2 separate regions of the Mus musculus genome follow, and region 1 is linked to region 2. The links are chromatin contacts, called in public Hi-C maps. All regions are on one chromosome and are shown on one strand. The core of a region is the stretch at or near the end of the contact, and the rest is flanking DNA. Distances in the headings are between cores, read along the strand shown.

Region 1 (3,628 bases), core at 217-2,716, 110 kb before region 2:
CAAATGCTGTCTGTTATCATCTTGCTTTCAGAAATTTATGGGCAATATCTGAAATTGATAATGGGATTATTTACACCAGAAAATGAATAAAGAAATGTTAAAATAAACAAACAAATCCCCAAGAACATTCTATTAAAATCTTCCCCAGGTAACTACGTCACATCTCTGTAACATCAAAGACAATGAAGGAGCAGGGTCCGTAAATGATACAATAAATATGAGTGTGTAGCGCTAAGGAACAGGATGGATGAATGGATAGATAGATATATGATAGATAGGTAGATAGATAGATAGACAAGCAACATGACAGAAAGAGTTGAAAAGAGAGAAACTGACAAAATATCTCCTGTTTACAGGAAGGCAGGCAGATTCATACATATGCACTTTTAATATGTGTACCATATTACAAGGAGTCATTGAGGGTGATCTTACCTGAGATGCCTAACAATGGGGCTATGGAACCTGGAGTGCCCACCTCTTGTGCCCAGGCTGGACCCTCAATGGAAAGATAAGGACACTAAACCACCCACAAATTTTTCAGCCAAAATTTGTCCTGCCTAAAAGAAATGAAGGGACAAAGATGAAACAGAAACTGGAGGGATGGACAACCAATGGGTCCCAAATTGAGACCCATGCCATGGGCAAGCACCAGTCCCTGACACTATTAATGATACTTTGTTATACCTGCAGACAGAAGCCTAGCATAACTGTCCTCTGAGAGGCTCTATGAGGCAGCTGTCTGAAACTCATGCAGATACCCATAGCCAAACATTGGAGGGAGGTTGGGAACTCTTATGGAAGAGTTGAAAGGATTGAAAGCATTGCAGGGGGGAGGAATTCCACAGGAAGACCAACAGAGCCAATTAACCTGGACCCCAGGGACCTCTCAGAGACTGAGGTCAACCAAACAGCACACACAGGCAGGGCAGAGGCCCTCAGAAAATACTTAGCAGACCAGCAACTCAGTCTCCATGTAGGTCCACCAACACCTGGTGCCAGTGAGAGAGGAGCTGTCCCTAAGGCTGTTGCCTGACTGTGATATCAGTTCTCTAACAGGGCTGCTACATCATACCTCAGTGGGAGAGGATGCCCCTAACCCTGCAGAGACTTAATTTGCCAGGGTGGGGGAATACTTGGCATGGGGGAGGGGAGTTACACTCTCCATTCTCTCAGAGGAGAAGGGGAGGGAATTGGGAAGGGATTCTGGGAGGGGCAACAGAAGGGGACAGCTTTTGAGACTGTAATTAGTGAAGTGTGTGTGTGTGTGTGTGTGTGTGTGTGTGTGTGTGTATCTGTCCCCATTCCTATCCCACTGGCCACATTCACATTCACATTCACATTCACATTCACATTCACATTCACATTCACATTCACATTCACATTCACATTCACATTCACATTCACTGAGTGAAGCCACTACTCCAGTCCTGCTCACTGTGTACATCCTCACACCAGGACCACAGTGCTGCCTTCCCTGGCACCCACAGACTCTCCTTGTACCCAGGCAAAGTTACTGTTGATCCCAGGAACTTGCCTAATGTTTCCCTGTAAAGCTGCACCAGTTGACATTTACAAAATAATCAGAGCCAGTCCGTTATGTCACCAGTTCAATGCTGCTACATGGTCCTTATGTAACTGCAATAGTGACTTTTAATTGTCAACTTGGCATGGTCTACAAAGAAGAGAGTATTAGTGAGGGACGGTCTGGAAGGACTGAGACTGAGTTCATGTCTGTTAGAGACAGGTCTTGATTAGTAAACTTTAATTGATACGTGAAACCCGAGCCTGCTGTGTTTACAACCATTATCAAGGCAGAGAATCCTGGAGTGTATAAGTATCGCCAGTGAACAGAACACTAATAGGAGTGTGTTTATTTCTCTCTCTGCTTTGCACTGGGGAAATGACATGTTTTAAGTCCCTATCTTGGCTTACTGAAAATGATGGGCTGTAACCTGACGTTGTAAGCCAAATAAACCCTTGCTTCATAAAGCTGTTCTGGCAGGGTGTGTTACCACAGCAACCGAACACAGGACAAATCCAGTTCCCACATCCATATCCCCACAATGAACCATTTGAAACCTAATTCAAGTGCATACAATCTGGTTTTGCACAACTTCCTCCTAAACTCTAGCAAAGCTGTCAGATGGTCCTCTCAACCACCACATTAAACAACTCAGCTGTACTTTGTCAGAAGCAGTCTCGTTAAGTGACACCTGAGAGCAAGAAGGGAAAAACCATCACCATAGGCACTCACTTAGACATGACCAGTCATCTAGAGTCATAGGGTCTGTGACTGCCTACTGCTGTGTAATCTTTGTTGGTTTTTCTGGCAACATAATTAAACAAGCCTTTAGACCACAGGATGCAGCATTGCAACAGGACTCTATTAACATGGACTCCCAAGAATTTACCTGCAGCCTTTGATGTGAGCTTCAGATGACCCAGGACTATTCCAACTAAGGTGTCTTTTGTCCTAACCACTGTATTTGACCTACTTTCTACTCCAAGTCACAGAGATGCACCTGCTGTTCTGTGGTCAGGAACCAACAAGTTCCCAGTAAACTGTAGACAGTCGTGGATCTTCCTGCTGCCTTATTCAGTCTCAAGGGATGTTAGAAACAATTCTCATAGAAAGGACACAGTTACTCCAGAATGCTTTGAATTGTAGAAGGAAGGAAAATATAGCTTACTGTACTGGCTGGTTTTCTGTGTCAACTTGACACAGATGGAGTTATCACAGAGAAAGGAGATTCAGGTGAGGAACTGCCTCCATGATATCCAGCTGTAAGACATTTTCTCAATTTGTGATCAAGAGGGGTAGGTCCCAGCTCATTGTGAGTGGTGCTATCCCTGGGCTGGTAGTCCTGGTTTCTAAAAGAAAGCAAGCTGAGCAAGCCAGGGGAAGCAAGCCAGTAATTAACATCTCTCCATGGCCTCTGGATCAGCTCCTGCTTACTGCCCTGTGTGAGTTCTTGTCCTGAATTCCTTTGGTGATGAACAGCAATGTGGAAGTGTAAGATAAACTAACCCTTTCCTTACCAACTTGCTTCTTGGTCATGATGTTTGTACAGGAATAGAAACCCTGACTAAGACATTTGCCTTTATATATTGTTTAATTAAAAGGTATTTTAGAGATAATAATTAAAAAGATATTGGTGCATACTTTTTTAATTAAAAAGAAAAAATAGAATAAAAAGACAGCATAAACAATGTAAGGGAGATAAATGAAGGGACATAAAAAAAGAATAGAATTGAATATTCATAAAACACTAGTGACCTAGAATAAATTTTATGGTAATTCTGTGCACATAGACACAAATTCTTACATACATACACATAAAAAGACAAAAAGAATGAAGGTAAATAATAACTTAAGAGGCGTCCTTTATATTAGAAATTGTGTACCTTGAATAAAAATAAAACATCAATAAAAGTAGAAAATGTCATATTTCTGAGCCTAACTAATATCATTTTAACAGATAGAAGGAAGGAAAAACTTTACTAAAGATTTCAAATCTTATACAATCAAATAGATATGCTTGTATACATACACATAGTATATAAATGTATGGGTGCACAGGTATACACAAACACACACACACACTACCTCCAGGAAGCAAAACTTACT
Region 2 (3,491 bases), core at 437-2,936:
AGAAAAACCATAACCAATTCCTTTGAAAATGTCCAAGTGGCCTCTTGACCTCTGTATTTCTCACCTAATTCTTTATTGGTGCCTGCCTTCCCATAATACAGTGTTTCGATTAAGGAATTTAATACCTTTCCTGAATTCTCCATTCTTAACACCCCCCCCCATACCTGCTTAAAGTCAAACTTGCCACGACTCATTCATTTTGGGATTTCTTCTTAAAGGCAGTTCTTTTACTTGTAACTCTGGCCATATGCCACCTAGCAATGTGGTCACAGTTGACTTTTCCAATCCTTTCCATAGCCCATGCGTCCTCTCCACTCTGAGGTTGCGGGGCACTTCCCGCTCCCTCTACTCAGTGAGCTTCGGAAGTTGCAAACTGCCGAAATCTGCCCCCACCCCAGAAAGTGCACGCGGACTCAGGAAACTCCCATCTGCAGCGCCAGAGACCCGACCATCAGCTCCACGACTGGAGGACCCCACATGCCACCGCACAATGCCAACCCGAACGCACAGCGAGACGCGGGAAGGGGGAGGAGGGGGCGATACTCACCGTTCTGTTCCTTGTCGCTGGAGAGCTGCAACTTGCTGCTCAGGTTGGACTCAGCCCGAGTCCCCGTTCTTTGGCCGGCCAGGGCAGATGTCAGCAGGAGGAGGCCGAGGAGGAGCATTTGGCTGACTGGGGCGAGGGCTCACTCGCGGCGGGCACTGGGGAAGCGACGACTCCAAGGCTCAGCCCAGCCGGGGAAAGGCTGCGCTGCGGTGGAAGCGCCTGGCCGGCTCTGGCAGCAGAGAATCGCAGGGTAGTTTCCACATAATCCCATCCAAAAGTTTTTCCTAGAGCCCTCTTCTGTGTCTCCAGTTTTTGAAAAGGATCAAAGCAAAACCTGGACCTGAACCAGTTTCCCAAGGTTTAAACAAATCCTGAGCTGTGCCGAAGTGCGGGGGGTGGGGGTAGGCGAGGGAGGAAAGAAGGGGTGGGGACGCGGGGGAGCGGCGATGAGTCGTGGCGACTCGCAGGGAGCACCTGTCAGTTTGGGGGACAGGACACAGGCGAGGACTCGGGGTCCCGCCAAGCCAGACTGGAAGCCAGGTCGGCAGCGAGGCGAGCACCTTGGGATCAATGACAAAGCTGCTGATCGGGGCGGCAGGCGGCGCCCCACCCCCACCTGGGGGGAGGGGACCGTGCCCTGCGAGTGCCGCGCGGGTCCCGGGCGGGCAGAGAGGCCGCGGGGACGACTCGGGACTGGCCCGGATCCACCGCGGAGCCTCCTCCTTGCTGCAGTCGGTGGCCACCGAAGTTCCCTCGGGTACCGGCGAAGTGCTGCGGGAAGCCGGGAGAGCTTGGGCGGCTCGGAGTCGCGAGCGCTCGGATGCCTGCCCTAAGGCAGGGCAGGACGCAGGGCTGAGGAGAGGTGGCGGCTAAGCACGGGCGGCTAAGGGAAGGCCTGGCTGGCCTGGAGGATCGCTCTTGTCCCCTCCCCGTCTCCACTTTCCCCCAGCGGGCGGCGCGCGGGGCGCGGGGCTGGCGGCCGGGCGGGCGCGGGGGGCGCGGGGGGCGCGGGCGGCCAGCTGGCGGGCCAACAGGTGCTGGCGCAGACAGGGGGCACTGCGGGCCCCGCGGCAGACGGAGCCCACACTGCGGCGAGGAATGCCGCCAGGCGGCCCCCAGCTTCCTTTCCCCTGGGCGCCCCTAACCCCAAATAAGGAGTCTGCGGGCTGTTCAAGGGTGCTGCAAACTCAGAGAAAGAGAGAGGGAAAAAAAAGTAGGAGAGGACAGCCACTCCTTCTCTTCTGGCTCTCCCTGGCTGTAACTTGTCTTTCATTCCTAAGGGGATCCCCACTCCCAAAGCGCTTTGTCAGGACTCGTGGCCAGAGTTCTGCACTGAAGGAGGGAAGTTGAACTCAAGATGCTTCCAGAATGGCTCTGTCTGAAGGAGAATGAATAAATCAAAAGTAAAGATAAAGTCAGAGTTGTAACATGAATTGAAGCCATGCACCACTGTATCCACATGAACCCTGTTTGGAGAGGAACTGGGGTTGGAGGGTACCACTGAGCAGAAGAAAGAGTCCCTGTCCTTTGCAGCTGGGTGCTGCATGATAATGAAATCTAGCTCCTAGAGTGTCTGGGGACATAGTGTGGCAATTTACACATAGGCTGTCCTGGAGCCCCTAATGTTTGAACTGGTTGCCTTTATGCACGAAGTGCTTCGTGCTGAGACTAAAGTTCCTATGGGGTTATCTAGAATGAGAAAAACATGTTAGTAGGGCCTAGGGTGGTTCCATGTGCAATACATGTGTCTCTGATAGGATTCCAATATGCTTTCCTTATCAGAAAATCCTCGTGAAAGCGTTGAAGGCACAGTAGGGTTTGAAATCTAAACAAAAGATGCATCTTTGGATGGAGGGGTAATAAAAAAAGAAAATGAAAATAAGGAAAATAAAAATAACATTAGAGCAAGCAAATGCCTTGGTGTGCAGTCAGACAGATGTATCACCAAGTACTTAGTTGAATCAGTCAGGGCATGCAATCCAACCATAGAACCAAGGTAAACATAATCCTGAAACCGGGCATGACCTGGAGACAGAAATAAAAGATGGGACCAGTCCAAACGATAAAATGTTAATCTTTTCCTTTGTTCTTGGACACCACTGGGGCCTACCAAACAACCCTGTTCTAGCCAGGTCTCTGTCCTCTTCTCTCTTCCTTCAAATGAGTACTTGACAGGTTGTTCATTATAACTCCTGCTTGGCATCCAGGAAGTCCCCGGGACCAAATAAAGAAAGATGCTGTTCTCCTGTGAAATCCTTACAAACCTGTTCCATTCATTCATTCTTATCTGTGGGATTTCCACCTTTACAGTGTTGGATAGAAAGTCTCTTGCTTAGACTTTAAGTGTATGGATGTTAATGGTACAAGCCTTGTTACTTTATTCAAGTTAGCAGTGCATCATCTTCAGTGCCATTCCATTGTGACATACGTGTATTCCAAAAGTGTTCTGTACATTCCTGAATATGCAAAGGAGAGTTCCCAATTTTAATCAAAATGAGACACCAAAAGGCATGCTTTCTCGGTAGATCTGTTTGCAATCCAATCCATTAAGGTCCAGTTTTTGTCATTTACTTAGTTTTCTGATCAAGGTTTTGTAAATGTGCTTTTTTTGCATCTCCACACAGTTGGAGTTCTTGACCACCCACATAGGATACGTGTGCACTCCTACTTAATCCATTTGCACTCCAAAGACTGCAAGGAGTGATGACTAAGCTTTACTTTGTATCGCTTCAGATTGGCTAGAACAGTGCCTGGCACATCGGGATCATAAATAAACACATTGGACTGACTGACAGGTTTCTTTATTGGACTCACATTCTCCCTGGAATTTCAGAGAAGGTTGTATTTGAAAAGTTACAGATGATCTACAATACCACGCCACCTCTGTGTTTCACCTCATCCATATTCTACAGAATGATTTGACAATTGCCTTATAAATAAAGCC

What was found. A called contact is a pair of places that touch in the nucleus more often than the background predicts.
Region 1: a contact with region 2 is called in a Hi-C map of forebrain, with 3 times the contacts expected there. The contact joins the enhancer-like site here to the promoter of Pdgfc in region 2. A contact is called at or near these places in 9 of 39 promoter capture datasets (the 3T3-L1 cell line, 3T3-L1-derived adipocytes, the HPC-7 cell line and 4 more), 17 of 484 Hi-C or Micro-C datasets (3T3-L1-derived adipocytes, the AML12 cell line, the AtT-20 cell line and 11 more), 4 of 115 datasets of contacts at active chromatin or transcription factors (bone marrow-derived macrophages, embryonic fibroblasts and embryonic stem cells) and 4 of 9 other capture datasets (adipose tissue, embryonic stem cells, macrophages and 1 more).

Annotation. Positions count from the first base shown.
Region 1 is chr3:81,147,794-81,151,421 of GRCm38.p6, reverse strand. The region is part of intron 2 of Pdgfc (platelet-derived growth factor, C polypeptide); the gene reads right to left. Among named protein-coding and RNA genes, the nearest start is that of Pdgfc, 110 kb to the right of the region's middle. Within about 2 kb of position 1,466, at least 46 of the 459 cell types and tissues checked have an H3K27ac peak or open chromatin away from gene starts, as enhancers often do. A contact at or near this core is called in the AtT-20 cell line, cortical neurons, epiblast stem cells and 2 more, where this site is marked.
Region 2 is chr3:81,034,611-81,038,101 of GRCm38.p6, reverse strand. It overlaps Pdgfc (platelet-derived growth factor, C polypeptide), which reads right to left and starts at 1,686. Exons shown (of 6, transcript NM_019971.3): 1 at 548-1,686. The coding sequence starts at 665.